Linked DNA regions of Sus scrofa: all the other regions are linked to region 1. The links are chromatin contacts, called in public HiChIP or PLAC-seq and promoter capture Hi-C maps. All regions are on one chromosome and are shown on one strand. Each heading gives the region's core, a stretch centred on a gene start, on an enhancer-like site or on the middle of the called end of the contact. The rest is flanking DNA. Distances are from core to core; before and after follow the strand shown. Region 1 holds the start of MAP3K11 (mitogen-activated protein kinase kinase kinase 11). Region 2 holds the start of SF3B2 (splicing factor 3B subunit 2). Region 3 holds the start of BANF1 (barrier-to-autointegration factor). Region 4 holds the start of SPDYC (speedy protein C). Region 5 holds the start of SART1 (U4/U6.U5 tri-snRNP-associated protein 1).

Evidence for each region. Promoter capture Hi-C pulls out the DNA fragments that hold promoters and counts their contacts. HiChIP or PLAC-seq counts read pairs in DNA pulled down with a chosen protein or histone mark.
Region 2: a promoter capture Hi-C map of liver shows a contact between it and region 1, with 3 times the contacts expected there. The contact joins the promoter of SF3B2 here to the promoter of MAP3K11 in region 1. A contact is called at or near these places in 3 of 5 promoter capture datasets (fetal liver, fetal skeletal muscle and liver), 1 of 47 Hi-C or Micro-C datasets (liver) and 2 of 2 datasets of contacts at active chromatin or transcription factors (alveolar macrophages and skeletal muscle).
Region 3: an H3K27ac HiChIP or PLAC-seq map of alveolar macrophages shows a contact between it and region 1. The contact joins the promoter of BANF1 here to the promoter of MAP3K11 in region 1. A contact is called at or near these places in 2 of 5 promoter capture datasets (fetal liver and liver), 1 of 47 Hi-C or Micro-C datasets (heart right ventricle) and 2 of 2 datasets of contacts at active chromatin or transcription factors (alveolar macrophages and skeletal muscle).
Region 4: an H3K27ac HiChIP or PLAC-seq map of alveolar macrophages shows a contact between it and region 1. The contact joins the promoter of SPDYC here to the promoter of MAP3K11 in region 1. A contact is called at or near these places in 1 of 5 promoter capture datasets (liver), 2 of 47 Hi-C or Micro-C datasets (liver and skeletal muscle) and 1 of 2 datasets of contacts at active chromatin or transcription factors (alveolar macrophages).
Region 5: a contact with region 1 is called in an H3K27ac HiChIP or PLAC-seq map of alveolar macrophages. The contact joins the promoter of SART1 here to the promoter of MAP3K11 in region 1. A contact is called at or near these places in 1 of 5 promoter capture datasets (liver), 1 of 47 Hi-C or Micro-C datasets (embryonic fibroblasts) and 1 of 2 datasets of contacts at active chromatin or transcription factors (alveolar macrophages).

The regions. Positions count from the first base shown.
Region 1 is chr2:6,638,637-6,641,847 of Sscrofa11.1, reverse strand. It overlaps MAP3K11 (mitogen-activated protein kinase kinase kinase 11), which reads right to left and starts at 1,787. Exons shown (of 11, transcript XM_021082851.1): 1 at 1,598-1,787; 2 at 1-872. The coding sequence starts at 316. PCNX3 (pecanex-like protein 3) reads left to right here and starts at 1,915. Exons shown (of 34, transcript XM_021082830.1): 1 at 1,915-2,586; 2 at 2,948-3,135. The coding sequence starts at 2,434.
Region 2 is chr2:6,293,934-6,296,839 of Sscrofa11.1, reverse strand. SF3B2 (splicing factor 3B subunit 2) reads left to right here and starts at 1,290. Exons shown (of 22, transcript XM_003122505.4): 1 at 1,290-2,906.
Region 3 is chr2:6,333,391-6,336,659 of Sscrofa11.1, reverse strand. It overlaps BANF1 (barrier-to-autointegration factor), which reads left to right and starts at 1,334. Exons shown (of 3, transcript XM_005660673.3): 1 at 1,334-1,628; 2 at 2,324-2,462; 3 at 2,683-3,209. The coding sequence starts at 2,340. The coding sequence ends at 2,829. EIF1AD (probable RNA-binding protein EIF1AD) reads right to left here and starts at 1,778. Exons shown (of 6, transcript XM_003353773.4): 1 at 952-1,778; 2 at 14-195. The coding sequence starts at 100.
Region 4 is chr2:7,057,789-7,061,088 of Sscrofa11.1, reverse strand. SPDYC (speedy protein C) reads left to right here and starts at 1,634. Exons shown (of 8, transcript XM_021082865.1): 1 at 1,634-2,235. SYVN1 (E3 ubiquitin-protein ligase synoviolin) reads right to left here and starts at 1,645. Exons shown (of 16, transcript XM_003122541.4): 1 at 1,531-1,645; 2 at 546-694; 3 at 218-310; 4 at 1-130. The coding sequence starts at 677.
Region 5 is chr2:6,371,895-6,375,239 of Sscrofa11.1, reverse strand. It overlaps SART1 (U4/U6.U5 tri-snRNP-associated protein 1), which reads left to right and starts at 1,898. Exons shown (of 20, transcript XM_003122517.6): 1 at 1,898-2,307. The coding sequence starts at 1,995. TSGA10IP (testis-specific protein 10-interacting protein) reads left to right here. Exons shown (of 9, transcript XM_021083386.1): 9 at 461-623. The coding sequence ends at 584.

The DNA of each region.
Region 1 (3,211 bases), core at 538-3,037:
CACCGCCCCGAGACACATAGTTGGACGGAAAGATGCCCACCTGGCCACCTACCTGGCCCGCCCACCAGCCCTCGTCACCCGAGATAGCTGCATCCCGGGACAGCACCTCCACTCGGTCGCCCTTCCGCAGGGCCAACTCGTCCTGCCCATTGGGCTCGTAGTCAAACAGGGCTGTCCACACAGGGTTGGCATAAGCTGCAGCCTTCGGGGACCCCTCTGGCCAACCTCCGCTGCCACTGCCCCCGCTGCCCCCATTGCCACTGCTGTTCCATGACCCCAGGGGGCTCTTGAGGAAGAGGTTCTTCAAGGGCTCCATAGCTGGGAGCTGGCACTGGCGGGTGTGGGGGACCTTCCCTGGGTGCCCCGGTCCCCACCCTTGCTGACGGCCGAGGCCCTAGTCCCGGAACCTGGGCATCCGAGCCCTGGCCCTCAGCCCCAGACCCACGCCTCTCTGGGGAGCCAGGAGTGTCGCCTCCCGGCCCACCGCATCTCGGGCTTCCGGAGGAGGGCGACCTAGGGAAGCAGTGTGGTCAGGCTGGGGGGGTGGACCCCCAGGGCCTCCGATGTCTCACCATGGCCGGCACAGAGGGGCCCGGGCGTCCCTCAGTCCAGAGCAGTCCTGGGAGCCGAGCTCCAGCACCCGCCAAGTGAAAGGTGGGGCCAGCGAGGGGCAGTGCCTGGACTCCCGTTGGGTCTCTGCGCAGGGGGGTGGCTGGAGTGTCTCTAGGTTGAGCTGCCTCTTCCTGGCTCAGCTCTCGCGACCCGATGGCTCCAACCCCGTTCCCTTCTTCCTCCTCCCTTTGTACTTTGGCCCCGGGGGCGGGAGGCAGAGGTGGAGGGTGGAGTTTCACTTTTTTCCGCTGTTCTCTCTCCTGCAGGAAACAGCATCAGATGACGCGGGCGGGTAGCACCGCTCCCCTCCCAGAGGCTGCAGGGCGATTTGGTCTGGGAGTTACCGGGTAGGCGGGCAATGAGAGGCAGAAGGAGAGGAAGTGTAGCCCGTAGCCCCCACCTCCCGTGACAACAGGTTTAAGGTCGAGGTTGGTTTCTGCTAAGGAGGGACCGTCCCCGCCCTCTACGTCTGCATCTGTAAAACTGGGGGAAAGATCCTGGCTTGGAAGAGGGGCAAACCCGAGTGTGGTCTTGGCTCCGAAGTTGCAGGGCCGTGTGACCCTTTCTCTGCGCTTCATTCTCTTCATGTCTGAAACTGGGGCCAGGAGCTCCGCTTTGCAGAGCTGGCAGTGGGGGTAGGCAAGAATGGAGGACGAAACTGGCTGCACTTGGAGCTCTTGGAACGCGTTGTCTAAGATTTACTGCTTCCCTTCACCTGGGAAACAATTCATGCCTCTTTCCCAAGAAGGGATGGAAACCTGAGACTGTGCTCCTGAAATTTGTCCAGTGATGGCACTTGGAATAGCTAAATCGCTCTCGCAACCGCGCGACGGACCCCCTTGCCTTGAGCCTGTCACTTTAAGAAAAACGACACTATCCTATTTCGACTAGTCCTGCCTGTTCTCTCTACACTCTGAGTTTGAGCTCTGACCCGGAAGTAGAGGCCGCTCGTGACGTTTGACGTCCAGCGCTAAAAAGGGCGCACCTAGAGGGGCTTGCTCCAGTAGCGCACAACTGTGGCTTTAGCCCCCAGGGGTGTCCACGCCTCCATCCTTTTCCTCGCCTCTAGTAACTCTTCCCTCGCGTTCCGCCCAGTGATCGCGGCTAGGTTGGCATCGCTTAGGTGTGCGCATGCGCTCAAGGACTTGTGCCTTTTGGATCGTCCCTTCCTCAGCTGCGCAAGCCCAGCGGGCTCTCCCGCTTCTTATCGGTCCACCACCTCCCTGCGCTTGCGCATTCGAGCCGAAAGGTTTTCCTTTTCCGGGTCCCAACTGGTCTCGTCGGGCGCATGCGCCACTGCAGGTTGGCGGCTCGCGGCTCCTTCTTCCGGCCTCCCCCTTGGGTCGGCTCCCGCAGAAGCGGGGCGACCGCGGAGCCCAAAGCGAGTGACCTGTGACCCCGGAAGTGGACCTCAGGGTCCCGGGGCTCTCCCCGGGCCGGAACCGTGGGAGCCGTCGTCTGCACCCCCGGAGCACCCACCCCACGCCCACCTCTGGATGCCGCCGACCGGTGCCCGGCCCGTGCCCTGCGCCTGCCCGCCGGTCCGGCCCTTAGGAGCAGTTCTGGGCCGGGGGTGGGGGCCTGGACCCCACCCCTGATGCGGCTCCACCCCGGCTCTTGGGTCTCGCACCACTGACTGCCCTGGCCGGCCCCGCCCCCTGCCCGCACCCTCGCCCCACCGACCCCTCTCCCCCGCTGGGGGAGGCCATGGCGTGAGCGCGAGGTTGGGCCCCGGGGCCCTCGGGCGCCAGGCGGGGCATGGGCCGGGGGCCGCCCCCATGAGGGTCCCGGGAGGGGGGCGCGCGCAGCAGCGGCGGGGCCATGGGGTCGCAGGTGTTGCAGATCCTGCGCCAGGGGGTGTGGGCCTCGCTCACCGGCGGTTGGTTCTTCGACCCACACCAGAGCACCTTCTCCAACTGCTTCCATCTCTATGTCTGGATCTTCCTGCTCACCTTTCCTTTCTTGCTGTATATGGTGAGATGCTGCGGCCACCTGTAACTCGTGCCGGGGAAAGGGAGGGCAGATGTCACGAAGGGGTGCAACCTGGCAGGGATTCTGGGCTGTGGCTGGGGCGCTGGGGTGTGGGAAGAGGATTCACTGCGGAGTCTGGAGTGTGTGGAAGAGAGGCCAGAATTTCCCTGGCCTGGGTGACCTTGAATCTCACTTAATCTCATTCCAGTTATGCTGGAGATAGGGCTGCCTCGCAGGGTCTTTGTATTAGCAGCCGGCAGGCGTGATGGAGTTTAATGAATTTGTGTGTCCTAGTCCTGACTGTGGTGGTAGGTGGTAGGGACAGGGCTGTGTGAAGAGGGACCTGACTTGCTGCCGCCCCCAGGTCCTGCCCCCCAGCTTGATGGTGGCTGGTGTGTACTGCCTTGTGGTGGCTGTCATCTTCGCTACCATCAAGACTGTGAACTATCGGCTGCATGCTATGTTCGACCAGGGCGAGATTGTGGAGAAGCGCAACTCTACCATGGGGGACCCAGAGGAAGAGCCTGCCCAGGGGGACAGCAGTCTGCCCAGGTAGGCGGGGGCAGGGCCTATGCTGGGAATGGCGGAGTCTTGGTGCCTGGGCCTGAGCATTGGAGAATGAAGGGGC
Region 2 (2,906 bases), core at 41-2,540, 340 kb after region 1:
TTGGGGTCAAATTGGAGCTGTAGCCACTGGCCTACGCCAGAGCTACAGCAGTGTGAGATCCGAGCCGCGTCTTCGACTTACACCACAGCTCACGGCAATGCCGAATCCTTAACGCACTGAGCGAGGCCAGGGATCAAACCCATAATCTCATGGTTCCTAGTCGGATTCGTCGACCACTGAGCCACGACGGGAACTCCAAGAATGTATTCACTCTTGACCAGAGCTTTAGTGGGCCTGGGACCCTTGCCTGGGCATTTGTGCTAGGAGTCAGAGAACTCAGGTTCTACCCTGGTTGAACTTAAGTTCCAGAGTCAAGAAGCAACTCCGTGGGCCTGGTTGCTTCCAGCTCTACAGTGGGGAGCTGTTCTTGGAGCTGTTCAGAGACTGCAGAGGTGATAAATGTGAAGGCGCTGCTTGAACCTTGTGTGAGAGGGGTCTTGAATGTTCTACTGCCTTCTTTTTTTTTCTTCTTTCTTTTTGCTATTTCTTGGGCCGCTCCCGCGGCATATGGAGGTTCCCAGGCTAGGGGTCCAATCGGAGCTGTAGCTGCCATCCTACGCCAGAGCCACAGCAACGCAGGATCCGAGCCGCGTCTGCAGCCTACACCACAGCTCACGGCAACGCAGGATCGTTAACCCACTGAGCAAGGGCAGGGACCGAACCCGCAACCTTATGGTTCCTAGTCGGATTCGTTAACCACTGTGCCACGACGGGAACTCCTCTATTGCCTTCTTAGCACTTAGCTCCAACCACCTGGAAGCCAAGCAGCCGCACCTCCCAAAGTCATACCAGGCCCCGAGAGCTGCACATTTACTTATGTGGTTCTCATGAACCCCTGCTTTATCCCGCCTTCTTGGCCTGGTATGGCAAGCATCCTGGAGCTTGCCAGCTTTGGGTGGATTCCATTCCAGACCCACACAGGTGGGTATCATGAGAGTGTTTTTGTTAAGGCAGAGAAGGGTTGGGGACCCTCAGAGTCCAGAGAACTGCTCGTGGTCCCAGTCTAGCCCCTCGGGCATGTCAGTTTCTCTCTGTCCCTCAGTCTTCCCTTCTGCACAACTGGGGGTGTGGGGGGGTCCTATCCTGTCTGGGTCCTAGGGCTCTTATGGTAAAATGAGGCCCCACTTGGCCTGTCCCTTTCTGGCCCTGGTTACTTTGCATCCTCAGCCATTAGCCCTTAGTTCATCCTGCCTCTGAGACCCCCAGCCTCTTCCTTAGCACATAACCTGTGCCGTGGAGGCCCCTGGCTTCAGATGACCTGCCGTGGCTTTCCAGTAAAAGGGACCAGGAGGACACTTCCTTTGGGTCAGGAATGGTTCTGTCTGGGCAGACAGGCTGGAGAGGAAGGCACTACTGTTCTTTCCTTTTTGGGTTTGTCTTTTCTGGGAGTGTCAGGAGACTGGGGTGGTGGTAGTGATGAAAAAGGGAAGAGTCCAGGTTCGGGCAGGAGCAAAGAGAATTTCCTAGCCAGGGTTAGGATGTAAGCAAGCTTCGTGGCCCAGTCCTTTACTTTGTCTCTCCTAAATCTCACCTTCCCTGGACCTGACGTCTCATTCTTTTTTCCCTGCTCCCAGGTATTCCTCTTGGGGATGGTTGGTGAAATAGGGCATGGTAGAGAGATCTGAGGAGTGTAGGGGTATGGGGATAATGAGACCTACACACACGCGCGTGCGCGCGCGCGAGGTAAGCCTGGCTGTCAGAGAGCAGAGCTAGAATGGGAGAGGGACCTCACTGCTAGTGGCAAAGGCAGGAAGTAGTTAGGACAGGGAGACGTGAAGGCGGACACATAAGGGGCACAGGCCACTGGTGGGGCAGGGGAGCACCAGGCAGGGTCAGCTGCGCCAGTAGGCTGCTAGGGATGAGGAAAGAAAAGGGCCTGAGTTTATCCTGTCGCCATAAAGACGATTCTTTTTTTTTTTTTTTTCCGGTCTTTTCTAGGGCCACACCCGCAGCATATGGAAGTTCCCAGTCTAATTGGAGCTGTAGCCACTGGCCTACGCCAGAGCCACAGCAACATAGGATCTGAGCCACGTCTGCGACCTATGCCACAGCTCCTTAACCCACTGAGCAAGGCCAGGGATCAAACCCGCAACCTCATGGTTCCTGGTTGGATTCGTCAACCACTGTGCCATGAAGGGAACTCCAATTAAGCGCCTCTTTAACGCCAGGTACTGTGAGACAGTAAAAAGGATTCATGCCTTTTTTTTTTTTTTTTTTTTTTTTTTACTTTTTAGGGCTGAACCTGCAGCATATGAAAATTCCCATGCTAGGGGTCAGATCGAAGCTGCAGCTGCTGGCCTGTGCCACAGCCACACCAGATCTGAGCTGCCACAGCTCATGGCAACGCTGGATCCTTAACCCACTGAGCGAGGCCTGGATCGAACCCGCATCCTCAGGGATCCTAGTCAGGTTCGTAACCTGCTGAGGCGTAATGGGAACTCCAAGACTCATTTCTTTGGGGTTGGAAGTGTGGATAAGGGGCAAGAAAGACTTTAAAACAAATGACGGAGGTTTGGACGTGTTATGGAAGCTCCAGAGCAGGAAAGGAAGGCGGCAGGAGATGGCTCAGCGGAGATGACATTTGAGCTAGGAGATGACATTTGAGCTAGCCGGGAAGGTGGAAAAAGGGTCTTTAGTGTGGCCCTTCCCCCAGGTCGGCAGTTGGAGCTCAGCCCGGAGGGCCCGCTCCATTCCGGCTCCGATTCCCTTTCAGGCCATTCATCCAAGCCTGGGCCGGGAGTGGGCGGGCAGACAATCAGACACTGTTTTATCCCAGGCATCGGCTGCAACCTCCCGCCCGGCGCCCACAGCGCGCGGCCGCCCGGGGAATGAGTCCTCGGGAACGTCTGCGCCTGGGCCTCTCCCGCCTGAGCTGGAGTCGGGCCGGAGGCGGGGAGGTCTGCGCA
Region 3 (3,269 bases), core at 85-2,584, 300 kb after region 1:
CAGTGCCACTCACCCTGACGATCTGCTGCCGGTCGGAGGGCACCATGTGCTCCCCCAGCACCTCCTTCACCACGTGCTTCCTCTTGGTGGCCTGAGACATGTTGTTGGGTCCTGTCCCAGGGTGGGGGTGAGGGATGCAGAGACTGTCAGCTCCTCTCCCTGAGTTTCTTGGATGGCAGTCTCAGAAGGACTATTCTAAAGATGGGGAGGGACCTTTTACTGGGGAGGACACAGTGTCAGGTTAAGGAGAACTACTTGCATTCAAATCCCACCTTGGGTATTTCATGACTGTTCAATTTCTCTAGACTTCAGAGAAAAACAATAGCTAACTTAGAGCACTGCTCTAAGAATGAGCATAAGCAAAGCACTTAGCACTGTAAAGCACGTAAAAACAACTCGTGTGACAAGAGTTCTCCTGTGGCATAGCAGGTTAAGGATCTGGCATTCTCACTGCAGGGGCTCAGGTTGCTGCTGTGGCACAGAATCAATCTCTGAGCCGGGAACTTCCATGTGCTGCAGGCACGGCCAAAACAAATAAACAAATTTAAAAATACAACGGTAAAAACTAAACACGGGTTTCAGGAAAACAAGTCATTCTGGCAACCAGGGGGAGAAAGAATCACATAAACTCTTCTTCGGTATGCCTGTACATCCCAAGCGTAGCACAGCCACACAAACAGATGCTCAATCTCTCAACATACCACAGACATGGACCAGGGAGAAGAATTCAAGTTAGGAACAAGTTAACTAAGGTCAGGGCCGGCCGACATGGTCTTTGGCATCTGCTGTTTATGATTTGGGTACTGAGAAGACGAGGACTGATGCGCACACAGAAGACGGCCGGTTTCCAAAGGAAACGCCGAAGTGTCATCTCTAGTTGCCGTCCCCTGCCTGCCCTCCTCCCTTCCTACCCCGAAGGAAAGACGCTCAGTGAGAGAAACCCAAACTTACTCTCTGGCCCTCGGATCCCACGGGCGATGCCTGAAGCGGAACGACCCCGTTCTCCAGGCTGGACGCTGAACACGTCTCGTCAACGACTCGCTTTGTAGCTGAGTCAACGAGCGCACAGAAAATGGACTTGCCGGCGGTCGCGCCGGTGAAGACCCCTTGGACTCAAGTCTCTTACAAGCCGGACGGCGAGGAAGACAGCACGCGCCGGCCCGAGGAAACCCCTTACTTCCGGCGCTCTCTCGGAAGCCTCCCAGCCACACCTCCCTCCTTGTCCGCTCCTCTAATTCTTCCCACCACCAAGTAGGCCACGTTTAATCCTTAAGTTCCAAATGTCGCGCCGCCGAGAAATAAAGTTTTCTCCTCCCAGGCCTCTGCTCCCTCAGACCGGAAATATTTCCCGAGCAGTGAGACCACAGAAAGCTGCCCGGCTTCCCGCAAAGCAACCGGAAAGGAGCGCCTCCTAAACGCACGCTGGCGCGCCGCCCCCTCAACCCCGGCCCAATCTCAACTCTATGACTTCACGCGGCTAGAGGTGCCCAATGTAATTTTGGGTTTTTTTTTAAGGCGGCTCTTGAGGCGACCCGGAAGCGGAAGTGGGGCGAAAGTTCTAGCGGGTCGAGGCATCCGCAGGAGCGGCCGGGTGGCGGGAGAGGCCGTTACGGGAACCGGAGCTGCGGGTGAGTGCGAGCCGCGGTGCAGGGCCCAAGCTGGAGACTGGCGGAGGCGCGGGGAAGAGAAGGGGAAAGGCGCCTCAAGCACTGCGGCGGGCCAGAGGATGCGCCCTCGGAGAGGGATCGGCCGGGGCGCGGCGCGCGAGCGCAGAGGCGCGGGGAGGGGGCGGGGCGCGGCGCGCTGGGGGCGGGGCCGGCGGCGTGGGGCGCGGCGGGAGCCCTGGCGTGCAGCCCGCCGGGCTGGAGAAGCCGCTTCGCTTCTGCTTTGTGATTAGCTGGCGGGCCGGGTGGGACAGAGTCCTTCATTTGCTTTACGGGCCAGGTAGCCGTTGCAGGCAGGGTCAGTGCCACTTGGGCCCAGCCAAGGTCACCGAGGAGTGACAATTTCAGGGCGAGCCCTGGGTCCTGACAGACTCTTGGAATCTTGACTCTGCTCTGCGTGCGCCACCTGTTAGAGCAAGATAGTGTTGCCTCTGGGGTGGTACCGAAACCAGCTCCTGCAAGGAGTGGAAGAGATTTCTCTTTTGAATAGTGAGGAAAAGACTCCTTAGGCTTCGCTTTTTTCGTCCGTGAAGTGGGGGGAGAAGCGAGTAAGCTTCTGCGATGACTGGTCGAGCGTCCTCTTAACTGTGAGATTGGTAGTGGGCCCTCAGGAGTTCCCGGGTTTTCAGCCCTAACCTGCCTTTTCTTGGGATTCTCAGGTTAAGCTTGATCAAGATGACAACTTCCCAAAAGCACCGAGATTTCGTGGCAGAGCCCATGGGGGAAAAGCCAGTGGGAAGCCTGGCCGGGATTGGTGACGTACTGGGCAAGAAGCTGGAGGAAAGGGGCTTTGACAAGGTGTGGGGTGGCTGCGTGCAGCTGGGGAGGGCTGAGGATGGCCTGCTGGGCTCTTTCCTGGCAGTTGGGGCGGGAGGAGAGTGAGTGGACCCGTTGGGGGTGGGCAGTGGCATGTATTCTGCAGGGCTAGCCAGAGCCGGCCCTGCTTCCTAGGCTGAGGGCCTCGTTCCTGGTCCGCAGAGCACCTAGCAGCATGCCCTTCCCTCTGCCTGTCTTGCAGGCCTATGTGGTCCTTGGCCAGTTTCTGGTGCTCAAGAAAGATGAAGACCTCTTCCGGGAATGGCTGAAGGACACGTGTGGCGCCAATGCCAAGCAGTCGCGGGACTGCTTCGGGTGCCTCCGGGAGTGGTGTGATGCCTTCTTGTGATGCCCTCCGGGGAGCCCCCGACCCCAAGCCCCAGCATTGAGTCTCCAGAGTTTGCAGCCAAGCCAGGACTCCTCCCCCATCCTCTACAAAGGAAAAGATTGCTGTTGTGTGCACTTCCAACGTACTCCAGCATCTTTTGGGAGTTCTCTCCCCTCACCATGTCACCTTTTTTGGAATTCTCACACTTGCATGCATCTCCCTTCTCCTTTCCTTGCCAGTTTCATGTCAGCAATTACCAGCTTTTCTGAGTGAATTCCTGGTCCTGGCCCTTACCCCTACCCTCACTTCTGATCTGTTTTATGCCATGTTTGGCCCTCTTTTTGGCAGAACAGTTCCTGTCCTTGTAAAGTTTTCTAAATCAATAAAGTCAGTGGCCTTCATGCCTGGGCTCTGTCCATGGAAAGCAGGTGGGCTGGGAGCTCCCTGTTCCCCAGGGCCCG
Region 4 (3,300 bases), core at 385-2,884, 420 kb before region 1:
GCCAGTGAAAACACTTGAGGAAGAGGAGGAGAGTGAAGAGGGCAACAAAGCGGGGGCTGAAGTCATCCCGAAAGACAGTGAAGGCCAGACACGTCTCAGTGACGGCATACCAGGAACGTTCCAGAAGGTGCTAGGGGTTGGCAACGAGTGATGTGGAGCTCAGACATTCTGCCTGCCCAGCTCTCTGCCCCTCACCTTGGGGCCAGGAACACCTTACCTCCATCTCTGCTGCCCTCAGCTGTCCAAAGAACACCTTGCCCATCACCTTGCCCAAGAGGAAGACAAGGACGAAGGCCTGGATGTACAGGACCTAGGAGTGAGGAGGAGAGGCTATGGTTTGAGCCGGCTTTCTGCTCCGCGCTGCTTGGGGCTCACCATTCAGGAACCTCTCCACACCCCCCATCACTAATTTATTCAAAGCTCCCCCTGCCTGTGGGCTCCCTCGATTTTTCTCCTACTTACCTGAGCTCGAGCCCCACCCCTGGCTCAAGATGACTCCTCCTTCCCTCCCAGAGAGTTCCTCCCTCCTTGAGCCCTGAACTCACGGCCATGCTGGGGCTGGACTTGGTCAAGTACACCACAGTGGGGTAGAACTGGTGCTTGAGGTAGTAGGCGTGAGCCACCACGGCCCCGGTCAGCGCCAGGCTGGCCGCCATCATCACGGCGGTGCGGAACATTGCCCTGGCCTGGGGACCTGCGTGGGAGAGGAAAGGTAAGGTCACAGCTGTGTGATGCCACCCCGTGCAAACCTAGCCCAGCTCCTGAGACGCAGTGTTAACACACCGGGGAAAGAAAAGCCTCATTCCCCCATCATCGCATCGAGAAGAGCCCATGCTCCCCCATTCCACAAGTGGCAAGACTGAGCCTCAAAGGGGTTAAGCGACCACACTGACGCAAGGCCTGGAGCCCGGGTCAGTCTTGTTTCAAAGCTAGGACTCTTTCCACGCTGCCTGCCAAACCGCCGCCTCTAGGGAAGAATGAGGAAAGGCAGCAGCGTCGGAGGAGGGAACTGCTCCCACTGACCCTAAAGTGACGGTGATGGGGTGGGATGCAAACGCAGAAATCTCCAGAAGCGGGAATGGGCGGCCTGGACCGGGAGAGGCCAAGGCGCTGGGGGGCGCCGCCGGGTAGGCGACAGCGTCGGTGACAGCTCTGCCAGGGTGGGCAGCTCCAACGCGCGCCCGGCGGGAGCGGGCGGGGTACGTCAGCCTGGAACCCTGGCGCCCCCCAACCCCCTGGGGAAGTGTCAACTCGGGGCACCGGAGAAACGGCCGACCGCCAGGATGCAGGGGCGGGACGGAGAGGGACCCGGGTCGACCCCGCGGCCGCGCACCTGTAAGCGCCAGGAGCTGCGAGTGTCGCAGGCGGGGCCCAGCCTCTGCGAGCGCGGCCGCGCGGGCAACTATCTCCAGCTGACAGGCCGAAAGCTGGCGGCGGGGCTGAGGGGGCGCGCCGACCCCGGGGACCTCAAGGGGAAAGGTCCAGGCCCCTACTCCAACCACAACCCGGGTCCGACCCCCGCCCACTCACCAGGAGCCCAGCGCCGCGAGCCCGCTCAGTCCCCGCGACTGCGGAGGCGGCTCCGGTTAACAACACTCCCCACCCCCTGCGAGCCGGAACTTCGGGGGTGAGACACCTCACTTCCGGCGGGGCGGGGCGGGGCGGGGCGTGGACCGTACCAAGTGCCCCGGTCCCTTGTGCGCCCTGCTCATTCTCCCTGGTGCCAAGAGCAGTAGTCCCTCCACCCTTCTGGCGTTCGTGCCCACTGTTCGAGTGAAAGATGCGAGAGGTGGTCTGAGCGGAATTAAGGCAACTTGGAGAGGATTAGAGTCTCCCTATTAGTCACAGATGGTATCGTCTTGGCCGCTGAGTGGACTCAACCTAGCGGCGGACTCCGGCTCTCAAAGCGGCTGGAAGGCGGCCCCCCCACTCCTCCGCGCGTTGTGCGGGCCGTACCATTTGGAGGGGGGAGTATGCAAGGGACAGACATACAGGCCTAAGAGAAATAAGATGTCTTAGATACTCATTCCAGGGGGAGTCACAACAAATTGATAAATTAGATGCTTTCTAAGAGAAATGGGTTCAGGAAAAACGACTTGTATCCTCCTTGATCTCCCCCAGTTGTGTGGGAGTGAGTTGGGTCTCCGTGGCTGCTATAGATTGGTCGAAATGGAGTTACGCGGACCAGTAAGAAGAAGAAAGGAAATCGGTTAACCTATGGGAAGAGAAAAGCAGGTGAGCGGTTGCTAGGGGCGGAAGGTAGCGTTGCCTGGGGTTAGATCTTACTCCTGGGAACAGAGAGTAGCGAAGGCGCAGTCGGTGGGCAGGGGTTCAGGGTCTGCCAGACGGAGACAGTTGCTGCACCACGAAAGGGAGAGGTTCCTGGGACCGAGGCGAAAACATCTTTAATTCTGGCTAATCTTGGGATGGGAATGTTCTTTGCAAAGGGATTGACTTCCATGCGGCGTGCTTTGCGATCCTTTCAATCCTGGCCGGTAGCCACAGCTTCCCCAGACTTGGGCTGTGCTCATAGTCTGTGTCTTCTTCAGCCAACCCAGTCGGCTCGTTGACAGAATGGAGCTAATGCACCGCCCACTTTGTGCCTGGAGTTTTCCTCCGTCGTCTCATTTAATCATCAATCATAAGTTTATGAACTAGGTGGTGCTGTCCTCATTTTATACGTGAGACAACGGAGGTTCAGACATTTAAGAAGTACCAGGATTGGCAACGGGTCTGTCTGATTCTAAATTCCCTAACTGGGAGTTGCCGCAGTGGCTCAGGGGAAACGAATCTGACTAGTATCCAGGAGGACGGAGGTTGGATCCCTGACCTCGATCAGTGGGTTAAAGATCATCTGGCGTTGCCCGTGAGCTGGGGTGTAGGTCACAGACGCCGCTGTGGCGCAGGCGCAGGCCGGCAGCTACAGCGCCAACTGGACCCCTAGCCTGGGAACCTCCATATGCTGAAGAAGCAGCCTTAAAAAAAAAAAAAAAAGAAAAAATCCAGAGCTGTTGGATTCTGCTGCTACTATCACCTGTTGACCTGAACTGGCCTGACCAGTTTAGCTTGTAACCTGCCACTGAGTTTGGCTACCCCGTATAGCCATCTGTGACTTTCTAGTGACTACATCTAGGGGCCAACGTTCAGTTTTTGCCTGTCTCAACCTCTCTCTCCCTCTTAAAAGTCTTCTCCCTGAGCTTCTGTTCCCTCCAGCATGCTTCTGCTTTCCCTTCCTTTTATTGAAATGTTGTCCACACTGGCCCCTTCTGTCTCTCTTCTCTTCGTGGTCCTCTCTGGTCT
Region 5 (3,345 bases), core at 649-3,148, 270 kb after region 1:
ACCAGCACTCCCCACAGGGTCTCACCCCGCGTCTGCCGGCCCTGGATCCACCCAGAATCTGGGCTTCAGACCTGCCCCATCCACTCCCTGACCTGGAGGACGAGTCCAGCTTGAGCGGAGGAAGGCAGGGCCAGGGTTATTTTCCCTACTTCCGGTGCGGAAACTAAGAACCCGAGGGGTAGGGCCATGCCCAAGGACACAGGAATGCACCGCACACCAAGTTCCCACCCTGGGCTGGGGCCTGGCCAGTCACTCCACATACGCGTATGCTTTCCAACAACTAGGTGCACAGCAGGGGTTTTGAGGCTTGAGGAGGGGTAATCACTTCTCAGGGTCACACAGTACAGGAGCCCCGACATCAGTGATGATGGCCTCACCCATCCAACAGCCCATGTCTTCTTGGGCACAGGGACAGAGAGCTGTAGAGCCCAGTGGCCTCTTGGTGTCTTTTGTCTTTAAGGAGCCACAGGTCAGTGGGGGCAAGAATGCAGGACTCTTCTCAGAGCCCCACGAAGACAGGATCCACCGGCAGCCAGCCTGATAAGCACTCTAACTCAAGCTCAGACCAGGAGTCTGGTGTCTAAGATTAAAATTAAAAATAAAATTAAATGCTTTGTGGAAAATAGTGTGAGATTTCTGGTGGTGGGAAGGGGCTGCGTGTTGGGAGCTGGCGGTGGCAGGTGGGTTTGCAGCAGGCTTTCCCCACATCCCAGAGGAACTCTGGCTGTTCTGGCTGCCCCCTCCCTGTGCACAGCTCTGCCTCTGCTCCTGAGGTGTGAGCATGGCATCTCCAAGAGCAACAGCGGCAACTTGCCCTAGAAATGCTGGGTCCTAGAAAGTCAAGAGTGAATAGGACAGAATGGCTTCTGCCTTTGGGAACTCCCAGTTCTGGGGGGGAGGAAAGCGGAACTTTAAAGGGGAGCATAATCACAGACAGATGGGCCTCCAGATGGGGCAACTGGGAGGTGAGGGGTGTCAGGAGGGATGGAGAGATTGTGTGAACAGAGTTTTTGTTGTTGTTGTTTATTTGGCTGTGCCTGTGGCATGCGAGAGTTCCTGGGTCAGGAATTGAACCCAAGCCACAGGAGTGACCCAAGTCGCTCCAGTGACAGTCCCGGATCTTTAGATCTTTAACTCGCTGCGCCATAGGAGAATTCCTGTGTAAACTGAGATTTTAGCTTCAAGCAACTTCAAGTTAGAGCTCCTCTCAAGAGGGAAAAAAAAAAAGCAGCAGCAGCTCCCGCGAGCGCGCTCTCTCTCTCTCTCTCTCACACACACACACACACACACACACACACACACACACACACACACACACCCCGATGTGCTAAATTTTGCGTTCGATTTCAGGGGTTCACAGGCATGCAAAGGCCCATCTCGAGCTCCGTAGCAGTCAAAGCGCACGTTAAAAAAACCCAATTCAGGGACCGTGGGAAGGCAGCGTTTGCAGACAATATTAGTTGTGGGGGCTGGGAGGAGGCTGGGTTGTGGAGCTGAGGGTCTCAGGAGCAGAACGTGCTCCGTCCTCCTACACCTGATCGGCCACGACCCCAGGGAGTCTACTAGGAGGACTTCTGCTGGAGCGGCGGGCGCTGCAGTGAGCATCCCGTGGCTGAGGGTGTGCAAGCGGAGGGAAGCCAGGGAGGCCATGCTGGCTTAGATGGGCCCTAGGTCCTTCAAATTCTGGGATACGGTCTTCCCCGGACTCGAACGCGCCCCTCAAGCTTGAGCGCACGCGCAATCCGACCACTATGTCAAAGACCGCCGCTCGGCCAGTGCCGGCCGCGAATGCGCAGTCGGGCCCGATCCCAGCCTTCCCATGAGCCTTTGGGGCAGCTCCGAGGCAAAGGACGGAAGCAGCCGCTCTTGGTTTCCGGCAACGCGACGGCGCAGCCGGGCCCGACCCGGAAGTGTTCCCATTTTGCGCCGTCGGGGCTCGGCGGCGGCGGTGGCGGCGGCGGCGGCGGCGGCGGGGCTCGGGTGGACCTACCACCATGGGGTCGTCAAAGAAGCACCGCGGGGAGAAGGAGGCGGCCGGGACTACGGCAGGAGCGAGCACCGGGAGCGCCACCGAGCAGCCGCCTCGGCACCGGGAGCACAAAAAACACAAGCACCGGAGCAGCGGCGGCGGCAGCAGCGGTGGCGAACGACGAAAGCGGAGCCGGGAGCGTGGGAGCGAGCGCGGGAGCGGGCGGCGCGGGGCCGAAGCGGAGGCCCGCAGCAGCACGCACGGGCGGGAGCGTAGCCAGACAGAGCCCTCCGAGCGCCGCGTGAAGCGGGAGAAGCGAGATGAAGGCTACGAGGCCGGTGAGGGGCGGGGCCTGGGCAGGGGGCGGGGCGATGGGGAGGGTCTCAGGGTGGAGGGCCTCGGGGATGGAAGCCAAGCCCACAGGCCCAGCCATCCCCAGGCCCGTCGTCAGCGCATTTGGAAGGGTCTTGTTTTGATTATTTGGGATTAAGGGTTGGCTTTCTCTGCTAAACTCCGTGAAGGTGGAGATTTTCTCTGTTTTCCTTAACTGACACATCACAGGCACTCGCTAAATGTGTCGAGTGAACGCATGGAGTGGTACCATCGTGTGTAGAGGCAGGAGGACACCTGGTATTGGGCAGGTTATGTAGAGCTCATAGCAGAGACATGAGGCAGGGGTCCGAACACAGAGGCTCCTGCAAGCCTGTTAAGATAATTGAATTTTGTTGGCGTTCCCGTCCTGGCGCAGCGGAAACGAATCCGACTAGGAACCATGAGGTTGTGGGTTCGACCCCTGGCCTGGCTCAGTGGGTTAAGGATCCTGCACTGTCTTGAGCTGTGGTGTAGGTCACAGGTGCAACTCGGATCTGGCGTGGCTGTGGCGGTGGTGTAGGCCGGCAGCTGTAGCTCCAATTCGACCCTTAGCCTGGGAACCTCCATATGCCAGGGTGTGGCCCTGAGAAAACAAAAAACAAAAAATTTTGAACTTTGTTTCAAAAGTAATAGGGAGCCATGAATTCGAGCTGGGGAGCGAGTTAGTCGTATTCACGTTATCACAGAGAACACTGTGTTGAGAACTGGGTAAAGAGCAGTCAAGACCCATAGAGGAGGTAAGGACTGGCCATGGCTGGCACCAGGGCAGCAGCAGCGGGATGGAGAGTCGTTGACCCATTGGAGAGGTGTTTTGGAGGAGGAGGTGACAGAGCTTAAGCACTTGGATGACAGTGGGAAGGAGAAGAAGGAATTGAGGATGGTCCTTGGATTTTGGCTGGTGTGACCAGGTGGGTGGTAGTGTTGTCGACGGAAGTTGAGTTTGGAAGAGAAGCAGATTTTTTGGAGAGAGACAGTGAATTCAGTTTTGAGGAGTGTTGCATGAG